Regions from separate parts of the Mus musculus genome. Here all the other regions are linked to region 2. Evidence: chromatin contacts called from public HiChIP or PLAC-seq and promoter capture Hi-C data. All regions are on one chromosome and are shown on one strand. Each heading gives the region's core, a stretch centred on a gene start, on an enhancer-like site or on the middle of the called end of the contact. The rest is flanking DNA. Distances are from core to core; before and after follow the strand shown. Region 1 overlaps Gm42004 (a long non-coding RNA gene). Region 2 holds the start of Cmklr1 (chemokine-like receptor 1). Region 3 holds the start of Selplg (selectin, platelet (p-selectin) ligand).

Evidence for each region. Promoter capture Hi-C pulls out the DNA fragments that hold promoters and counts their contacts. HiChIP or PLAC-seq counts read pairs in DNA pulled down with a chosen protein or histone mark.
Region 1: a contact with region 2 is called in a promoter capture Hi-C map of pre-B cells, with 2.7 times the contacts expected there. The contact joins the enhancer-like site here to the promoter of Cmklr1 in region 2. A contact is called at or near these places in 2 of 39 promoter capture datasets (macrophages and pre-B cells), 1 of 484 Hi-C or Micro-C datasets (pre-pro-B cells), 1 of 115 datasets of contacts at active chromatin or transcription factors (microglia) and 2 of 9 other capture datasets (liver and pancreatic islet).
Region 3: a contact with region 2 is called in an H3K27ac HiChIP or PLAC-seq map of microglia, with 4 times the contacts expected there. The contact joins the promoter of Selplg here to the promoter of Cmklr1 in region 2. A contact is called at or near these places in 3 of 39 promoter capture datasets (hippocampal neurons, liver and pre-B cells), 3 of 484 Hi-C or Micro-C datasets (cerebral cortex and natural killer cells), 3 of 115 datasets of contacts at active chromatin or transcription factors (memory CD8 T cells, microglia and neural progenitor cells) and 2 of 9 other capture datasets (adipose tissue and liver).

Annotation. Positions count from the first base shown.
Region 1 is chr5:113,803,415-113,806,620 of GRCm38.p6, reverse strand. Gm42004 (a long non-coding RNA gene) reads right to left here. Exons shown (of 5, transcript XR_878692.2): 3 at 3,046-3,206. Among named protein-coding and RNA genes, the nearest start is that of Gm42004, 4.5 kb to the right of the region's middle. Within about 2 kb of position 1,825, at least 35 of the 459 cell types and tissues checked have an H3K27ac peak or open chromatin away from gene starts, as enhancers often do. A contact at or near this core is called in pre-B cells, where this site is marked.
Region 2 is chr5:113,649,100-113,652,294 of GRCm38.p6, reverse strand. Cmklr1 (chemokine-like receptor 1) reads left to right here and starts at 1,905. Exons shown (of 3, transcript NM_008153.3): 1 at 1,905-2,074. It overlaps Gm52823 (a long non-coding RNA gene), which reads right to left and starts at 1,551. Exons shown (of 3, transcript XR_003955975.1): 1 at 1,418-1,551; 2 at 846-1,137; 3 at 1-108.
Region 3 is chr5:113,828,683-113,832,032 of GRCm38.p6, reverse strand. It overlaps Selplg (selectin, platelet (p-selectin) ligand), which reads left to right and starts at 1,532. Exons shown (of 2, transcript NM_009151.3): 1 at 1,532-1,684.

The DNA of each region.
Region 1 (3,206 bases), core at 576-3,075, 150 kb before region 2:
CATAAAGTGGCTCCTTCCACAGCGAGAATGTAAATGTTTACAAGGCAGCCACAGCTGGCTGGCCACCCGGCCACAGGAAATCCTGGGACCCCTGTCCTCCGGCTGTACGTGCATCCCCCCGCGGAGGGATGTGGGTTCTGAAGAGCTTTGAATTGAGTCATCATCTGGTTAGACCATGCAGATGTCCAGTGTCCAGCTGGACCTTTCCATGCAGTGCGAGACCCAGGTCTAAAGGCCACAGTATCAGAACCACCCCATTCCTTGAGCCCCTTGCCAGCCAGAACTCTGTAAGAGTTACTCTACTGACGTCCCAACCCACAGCCGAGTCTGCCCTTTGTCCTAGAACCACACGGACTGTGCTCCTTTGCTCTGTGTGTGGAGAGTTTAGTCTGTCCTTCTCCGTTGTCCAGTTGTGGGCTACCATATGCATGAGAGGCAAACTTTAAATGTACAAACTGTGTGTGTGTACACTTGTTTGTTTGTTTGTTCATGCAACAGGCTCTCATGTAGCCCAGGCTGGTCTTGAACTCACTATGTACCCCAGGATGTCTTTGAACTCCTGATCCTTTTGCTTCCATATTTTTATATGATTACAGACATGTGCCACCATGCCTGCTTTCTGCGCTGCTGTGGATGAACTCTGGGCCTCGTGTGTAAGCGCTCAGCCCCTTGAGCTCTATTGTTCTATTTAGCTCTGTGAACTGGACACTGCCTATCCCCTGAGAAGAGTCCGGGATTGTCTTGTTGATTGATGTAGAAGAGCCCTGCCCAGTGTGGGCAGCACCATTCCCTGGGCTGTATGAAAAAGCCAGTTAAGCACCGGCCTGAAAACAAGCCAGCAAGCCATGTTCCTGCCTGAGTTCTTGATCTGGCTTCCCTTTATGTTGGCAACAAAAAGCCAAGCAATGCCTGCATCTCCAGCTTGTCATAGCCGGTCTTGATGTCATTTTGACTAGATTGACAAATGTCTAGGAGGCTGATGAAACTCCACCTCTTGTTGGCTCCAAGGTCATCTCCAGAGGCCATTAGATCCTGAAGGCTGAGCTCGTGGGTGAGCTGGGGGTGGGTGACTGGTAGGAGGTCAAGCTTTTGGGGTGGTGAGTCACTTGGGTGTCTTCAGAGCTCCATCTTGCCCCATTCTGTGTTCCGGTTCTCTTGGTTTCCTGTCCACTGGTGAGATAAACAGTTTGTCATTGTCACAAACTCCATCCACCCTGACGTTCTCCGCTGAAGCTTCTGAGATCATGAGCCAGAACAAAACCTTCCCGTCTTAAGTTGTTCTGTCCCGTGGTCTCGGCGAGAAGAAAATTTACTAATAGAAATCACACGTGTGTGCAAAACTTCCTGCTGAGTATTGGGATGTTTCCAGTTCAGGATCTGCTGTGCAGAAAGCCGCCACGGACACTTGTGTGGGTGTGTCTTCATCCTCTTGGGCACATACGTACTGGAGTGCGAGCGCTGGCTCCTAGGCCAGGTTTGCAGTCCTTTTTAGAAACTAAGACCCTTGTCCATGTTACCCAGCCATTTCTCTCTCCCACCAGCACATGGTGGAAAATACACAGAAGACCACAGGATGCCCAGAGGTAGTAAGCCACCCTGGTCCAAAAGGAGAAACTGAGGCACAGCTTGGTTGTATTGTGCCCTGCTTTCTGAGTTCCAGGTACATGTAGATGCTCAATAAACAGATGAGCAATGAGTGAATGTAGGTTGTTTTCTGATGAGAAAACCGAGATCCAGGCTGGTTTCATAGCAACCTCAGAGCTCTGGTCCAGTCAGACATAGCTACCGTGCCTCTTGGGAGCCCCAGGCAGGATGCTACTCCAGGATAACCCTCCAGAGGCCAGACTTGGGCTGTGGTGGTGCTGCAGCTCACGACTCCCTAGCCACATGAAAGGCCCAGCTATTTTTGCTTGGATGGCAGGCCCTGGTGCTCAGGGTTATGTAATGAGATGTGGCCTTGGACCCATAAGGGGCTGGGACTGGGGACTGTGGTGGGCTGGCATTGCAGGAGCCAGGAGGAACAGTCTCAGTAGAGACCTAAGCTAAGGGCGTTACCCGGCCCTCCCAAGCTCCACTGGTCAGGGCTGCTGAACAGGGTCGTGTTGCTGCTAATTGCAAGGGGTTCAGGGCAGGGTCTCTGAAGTGTTTTCAGTTTGAGCAGAAACCCTGGCTCTTTCTGGGCCCCTGAAATTATGGGTTGCAAGCGTACTGCCCAGCCTGTGCTCCACACCACAGGCCTGGCCACGCCCCACAGATACCACAGCAGGGCCCCACACATGTCCCAGAAACCGCGGGACGTGGTATGAGACACTGAAGAAGGATGGAGCTTCTCCCGTAATTGCCCAATGCCTGAAGACGCAGGATCAGAGGGCAGAGGCCCCATTCAAACAGCCAGCACCATATTTTTTGAGCCCCGTTTTGTTCCAGGCAATGGCCTAGATCAGTGGTTCTCAACCTGTGGGTCGCAAGCCCCAAAGGGTCACATATCAGATATCCTACATCTCAGCTATTTATATTGTGAGTTATAACAATAGCAAAGTTACAGTTATGAGGTAGCAAGGAAATAGTTTTATGGGTGGGGGGATCGCCACAACCTGAGGAACCTTATTAAAGGGTCACAGCATTAGGAAGACGGAGAACCACTGACACAGACATAGAGTTAAGATCGGGGCCCCAAACAAGCAAAGTTCTTTGTCCCTGCTGACCTGGTTCACCCATGCTGGCCTGAGACTATTCCAGAGCTGCCTCCCTCCGTGGCACTGTGTGTGCTCTCGACCACCTCAGGACCTTTCCACATCCTGCCCAGCTGCTGGGAACCATCTTGCATTTGTGTCTTCGTAAATACCTTCTCGCTATCTTTGAGGGCAACTCTGTAGTTACTTCCTGCAGTGGAAGCCTGGGACCGGACTAGACTCCCATGGCACATGGAACCTTGTGCAACCCCTGCATGGAGCCCTGAGCGACCCCTCCCAGCTCTCACCCGTGTGCAGTCAGAGGTCCCCAGGGATCCCTTTAAGGCTCGCTTCCTTACTGTGGTTCTCCTACCTCTTGTGGTATCCAGCTCACAGCCTCCAGCTGTTTCCACAGAACGAGTGGAATTTGGGATGTCTTCAGGTGGGAATCTGAGGGTTGGCAGGGAATGACCACTGGCATCTGACCGGAAGCCACATTTAGCTGTGGCCCAGGAGAAGAGCTGTGGTGTACTG
Region 2 (3,195 bases), core at 656-3,155:
CAGGAAGCCCACTAGACACCAGCTTCCGGGCGGCTTCCCACCTCCAGAACCCAGATCTACAGAAACTCCCGCTTGTGAACTAATGTAGTCTTGGGTGTCCCGCTATAGCTGCAAAGACAAAGACAGGTGGTGACAGATACAACCCAATTGTCTAGGACTTTGAGGCTGAGCTGAGAAGGTACCCCCTCCCTGCCTTTGTCTTTGACCTCCCCTTCCCCCCGCTCCTCCTCCTCTTTATCCTTTCTCCATTCTTCTCTTGTCTTTATCCTCATCTCTCTATCTTTCTTCCCCTCCCTCCCCTCACTCTTATTTCTCCTCCCCTCCCTCTTCTTCTCTCTCCTCCCTCTTTCTTCCCCTCCCCTTCCCTCTTCTCTCTCCTCCCCCTTTCTTCCCCTCCCCTCCCTCTTCTCTCTCCTTTCTTCTCCCCCTCCCCTCCCTCCTCTTCTCTCTCCTCCTCTTCCTTCCCCTCCCTCCATTCTTCTCTCCTCCCCCTTTCTTCCCCTCCCTCTTCTCCTCCCCTCCCTTTGTTCCCCTCCCTCTTCTCTCCTCCTCCTCTGTATTCCCTCCTCTCCTCTCCCCTCCTCTCCTCTCCTCTCCTCTCCTCTCCTCTCCTCTCCTCTCCTCTCCTCTCCTCTCCTCTCCTCTCCTCTCCTCTCCTCTCCTCTCCTCTCCTTCTCCCCCTTTCTTCCCCTCCCCTCCCTCCTCTTCTCTCTCCTCCTTTTCCTTCCCCTCCTCTCCCTCTTCTCTCTCCTCCCCCTTACTTCCCCCCTTCTTCTCTCTCCTCACCCTTCTCCATTACCTTTCCCCTGCTTCCTTTCCTTCTTCTTTCTCTCCCCTCTCCTCACCTGTAAGTAGCTTTAGGCAGCAGGGCTTCCAACCATGACAGACCTCAGCTTGGTCTTAGCTGTGAGCCCGAGCCGGCTGCCTGGGCACAGATTCTGGTCCACGGCCTCAGCATCTCCATCCGCCATGCGTGATCTACTCTTCCAGCCCCGTTGCAGCAGGCATGGTGATGCATGACACTCTCAACCAAAGCACTTGCTATGGATCACACAGGCCAAGGACTGTTATGTCTTCCTTCTGGAGGTTGAGGACTGGGATCTAGCCTGGTTGGGCTCCAGCTCTGCCATCTCCTAGCTGGGTAGCATAGGGTAAGAAACTTAACCTTTCTGTGCCCCAATTTCCTTACCAATAAACAAGGGTAATAAAAATACCTGTCCACAACCACCACTGCCGTAGGGAGGATGTAGTATCAAGTTCCTAGCACTGTGAAGGTTGTGTACTGAGTGCCCAGTACCCTGCCTTGTTCTTGGCTACTTCAACAATTCTGTTGCTGTCGGTGCCAATAAACTAGGCACTATATCAGGTGGTGGGGACAGACTGGGGAAGACAGGCAGCAGGCAGGACAGCGTGATACCTCTGTCAGTGCTTGCTGTGATGTGGAAACCCAGAGTAGTCTGTCAGGGGAGGTTTCTTCATCACGGAGAAGGAGCTGGAAGCCATCTGGCCACACTAGGGGCAAGAATAGCACTCAGAAGTAGGGAACAGCAGGCAAGAGGCCATAGGGCTTGCTACCGTCCCTACTGCGGGCAAAGATAACCAGCTGCGGGTGGGTCTTCAGGTCGGTCAGGAGTAACTTCCCCAGCAGCCTGGTTTCAAGGCTCCATTTGCGGCTCCAGTTGTGCGCCCAGACAAGGGGCGGGTCATTCCTAGTGGGCCGTTACCACCCAGGAGCCCAGCCTGGCTGGCAGGCGAAGCCTCCTCTGGGGGAGTGGCGGGGGGCCCACTCCACACAGCTGGCGCCCCCGCCCTCCCCAGGCTGTTTCCTGCTCCTCCCGCCCCTCCCCGCTCCAGCTGTTTCTCAGGCTGAGTTCTGTCCCTGTCCCCACACAGAACACAGGACAGAGGGAGGCTCTTAGGATGTTGTGCTCCGCGGGGCTCAGACGAAATCTTCTGTGAATGGAAGAAATGCTTCCAAGCAAACAGCCACTACCAGAACAACTGAGAAAGAGGCCAGAGCGCGAGTTCTCAAACCCTGAAGTCGCAGGAGCCGGAGGGGGATATTGGAGAGAAGGTACAGCACTTGGTTCTGAGTCCTGCAGAGGGCGGGAAGGGACGCGCAGGCAGGGACTGGAGCTCCTCTTTGGGTGTGTGTCAAAGGAAAAGTTTCTAGCATAGAATCAGAGCTGAAGAGCGACGCTGGTGTTTGTGAAAACCAGCGTGGCCACCGCAGGCCATCCGTGAGGATGAATCCTTCCTCGACTCAGAGCAAAGCCCACTTGTGCCGTGCCACAGACCACCCCCGTCAGGCTCTCCGGCTCCCGAGAGGACAGTTCAGTGGCTGCTGACAAAGGCTGGCCTTGGGGGCATGTAACTACTGTGAGGTCCACTTCTCTTTTTGTTTTTTAGTATTCTGAGTGACCAGCGCTGCCATGAACACTTTGTGGGATAGTTTTGCTTTGTGTATTAGTCCCGTGGATATATTCCCATAGGTGACCCCATATCACTGTGTGTGTGTGATGCTCTGTGTGATGTCCAGATGTGCAGGCAGAGGGAGAACGTGGGGTGTCTTCTTCTGTCACTCTCTGATTATCATAAGCCTTGTCAAGGTCTCTCATAGACCCAGAGAGAGGCAGAGGCAGGAGGATCTCTGTGAGTTCAAGGCCAGCCTGGTCTACAGAGTGAGTTCCAGGACAGCCAGGGCTACATGGAGAAACCATGTTTTAAAATTATTTTATTTTTAATTATATATATGCATGCCAATATCTATGTGGGTCTGTGCATGTGAGTGCACGTGAGTCCCGGACAAAAGAGGATCAACTTCCCCTACAGCTGGTGTTACATACAGATGCTGATGAAACCATGTCAATGCTGGGAATTGAACCTGGGTCTTCTGGAAGAACAGCTGGTACTCTTAACCACCGAGCCATCGCTCCAGTTCTTCACTACCCTTTTTTAAAGATATGTGAGCTGTCTGGTCATGGCAATTTCTTCCTGCTGACGCTGTACATGGCATGGCATAGGGGTGCAATAGCCTTGAAGCCTTCTTAACACTAGGGCTGCCTGCCTCTGCTTGAGATGCTTCTGCTTGCAACTCTTTATGTGATGGGGCAGGGTCTCTCGCTGGGACCCTGAGCTCACTGACTAGGCTTAGCTGGCTGGGCAGTGAGCCCTATGGATCTTCCTGACTTCTGC
Region 3 (3,350 bases), core at 283-2,782, 180 kb before region 2:
CAGCTATGTGACCCTGGTTGGCCTGGCACTGTATAACCCAGACTGGCCTCAGCCTTTCAAGTTCTGGGACGACAGGCACACACTACCTCACCCTCTGGCTTTTGTTTTTAAACAACTTTCATGCAAGGCAGGGTATGGCCTTCTCTCTACAAGAGTCCTGAGCCTGGCTTTGCAAAACTGCAGGGCAGACCCTGGAGGCTAATCCCTTTGTCCACTTCCAGATCCACACTGTGCATGCTTGACCTCCAGTCTTTACCTCATCTATCTCACCTCATCTCCTGCCTGACCCCGTAGCTCACCCTGGAGTGTCGCTTTTACTGGAGGGTATGTGGTCATGGTCTACCAGCCTGTTTACTGGCTGGCCTCACCATCCCATGGACAAGGGGGATTGTATGAGACCAAGGCTGCTGATCAACCTGAGATACAGGCAAAGGAAATCTGTTGGGCAAAGGAACAGATAAGGGAGAAATCCATTGGGGAATGACCCTCCCTGTCTGGCGAGTCCTTGACTGTTGGATTTTTCATGGAGCAGTTAAGACAGGGTCTTACTTTTTTGTTGGTTTGGTTTGGTTTGGTTTTTTGGTTTTTTGAGACAGGGTTTCTCTGTGTAGCCTTGGCTGTCCTGGAACTCACTCTGAGATCAGGCTGGCCTCAAACTTAGAAATCTGCCTGCCTCTGCCTCCCAAGTGCTGGGATTAAAGGTTCGAGCCACCACTGCCTGGCGAGTAACTTTAGCCCAGGCTAGCCTCAGACCCACAGTACTCTTCCTGCTTTGGCATCCCCACCACTAAGATTAAAAGTGAGAGCCACTACACCCAGTTATGTAGAACCCTGTGAGAGGAAAAGCCTCGTAGCCCCAGAGAAAGGAGGATCCTGAGGCCAAGCTGAGCTGTGGAGACGTGGAGAGGTTGGGGAGTATGCACAAGAATGCATGTGACTCACACACAAGCACATGTACAAACACACGTGTACATGCATGCACACACGTACACAAATGTGCATATACACATGTATACACACATGCACACATGAGCATGCACATGTACAAATGCATGCACATACACACATGAGCATACACATGTACAAATGCATGCACATACACACATACATACACACATGTGCACACAAGCACACACGTGTGCACACACCAGCATGCACACACACAAAAAACACTCTATGCATAAGCTCCAAAAAGGTGGGTGATTTGCAGTTCCTGCCCCTCTGCCTCCCATTCTCCATCTCCATTGAGACCCTCCCTCCCTTCTGTCTGGCCTTTGCCTCCATGGCAGGGGTTCTCTCTGGTTGCCTCTCTCCAGTTGCCCATAGAACAAGGCTGTGACTCTTCTCTGAGGTCTCATGTAGAGGTCCCCTCACAGTAAGCACCCCCCATACCTTCCTTGAACTTTCAAGATTGTTATCAGTCCCAACAAACCGCCATCACACTGCCCACCCAGCTTTAATCAGACTTGTCACCAAAGCTGTCACAAACAAGGGGGTGTGGGCGCGTCACGTGACCAGCCTGAGTAACCTCATTCTCGCTTCCTTCTTCCACACCCTGCCGTTGGGGGTTGGCGGGCAGATTGGGACCACAAGTGTCTGGCAGTGTGGACTGGGGCCCTGTCACTGAGGCAGAGTCGTTTGCTTCTGGGCCCTGAGGCAGCTGCCCCATGCTCTGTTGGGCACGGTAAGTCTGATTCGAAAAACCATGGGGAGTGGCTGGGGGCCCAAGGGACAAGGAGCCCGCCTTTGCAAGGTGCCTGGGCCCTTGTGAGTGGTGCTGACGTTCTGGGCCGAGGTCTCCCAGGAGACTTGGGCTTCTCCATCCTTAGCTGAAAATGCTCAGCTACTGCCTGTTTACCAGGCTGGCCTTGCAGTCTCTGTGTGGAGGCTCAGAGAAGCCCGGGTCCTCTGCCCTGAAACTATCCCACCCTTCCTCTCAACTGTGGGAAGCTCAAGGCCAGAGCTGAGACTGAGTCTGGACGAGTCGTGGAGTTTGTCTCAAGGTTGTTAAGGCATGAAACATTCTTTGGGATACTCTCTCTCTCTCCTCCTCTTCCCTCCCTCCCTCCCTCCCTCCCTCTCTCTCAAATCAGATATGGTCTCCATTTGTTCATAGGCTAGCCTGGAACTCTATGTAGCCCAGGCTAGCCTCTTGCCTTGGCCTCATGCTAGGGTTATATAGGGTTATATAGGTTATATGCACCACCATACCAGCCTTCTTGGATCTAAATTTTTATTTTCATTTATTATTATTTATTAACTATTATTTGCATATGAGCATATGGCATGGGCACTTGTGCGCATGAGCAGGCACATGAGTGTTATGCAGTATGTGTGGAGGTCAGAGAATAACTTGGGGGAGTCAGTTCTCTCCCACAGTGGGTTCTGGGAACTGAACTCAGGTCAGCAGGCTTCCCCAGCAAGCACTTTGACCCTCAGAGCCATCCAGCCTCCACTTTAATCCCTTTTTTCTTATTTATTTATTTATTTATTTATTTATTTATTTATTATATGTAAGTACACTGTAGCTGTCTTCAGACACTCCAGAAGAGCACATCAGATTTTGTTACAGATGGTTGTGAGCCACCATGTGGTTGCTGGGATTTGAACTCAGGACCTTTGGAAGAGCAGTCGGCAATCTTAACCGCTGAGTCATCTCACCAGCCCTGCCTTTTTTTTTTTCTTAATTAAATCAGATTGAGAAAACAGTACTTGTTCATAGGAAATTGTTTTTTTAAGTTGGTATTATCATTATCATTGCTATTATTTTATTATTATTATTAATTTTTTTCGAGACGGGATTTCTGTGTAGCCCTGGCTGTCCTGGAACTCACTATGTAGACCAGGCTAGCCTCAAACTCAGAAATCCACCTACCTCTGCCTCCCAAGTGCTAGGATTAAAGGCCTGTGCCACCACTGCCTGGCTTAGTCTTATTATTTTTAAAAGTTTTATGTGTGTGTTTTGAGAGCATGTCTCGAAGAAAAAAAAAGAGAGAGAGAAAGAAAGAGAAAGAGAGCATTCATGTCTGAGCATCACATGTGCGCAGTGCCTTATGAGGTACAGATGGATGTGAGCCTCCATGAGTGCTGGAGATCCTGGTCCTCTGAATGCTCTGAACTGCTGAGCCATCTCTTCCGGGCTCAGTGTTTTTGAGAAAATCGCACGTAGCCAAGGTTGGCCCCAAACATACCGTGTAGCCAAGGATGACCTTAATTCTGTGCCTCCATGTAGGCCTGTGCCTCTGCCACACCTGGTTCACTGATGCAGGAAATCTAGGCCAGAGCTTCATGCACGCCAGGAGAGCACACAGCCCACTGGCCACACCCCTAGTCCATCCTGGAGAGCTTGA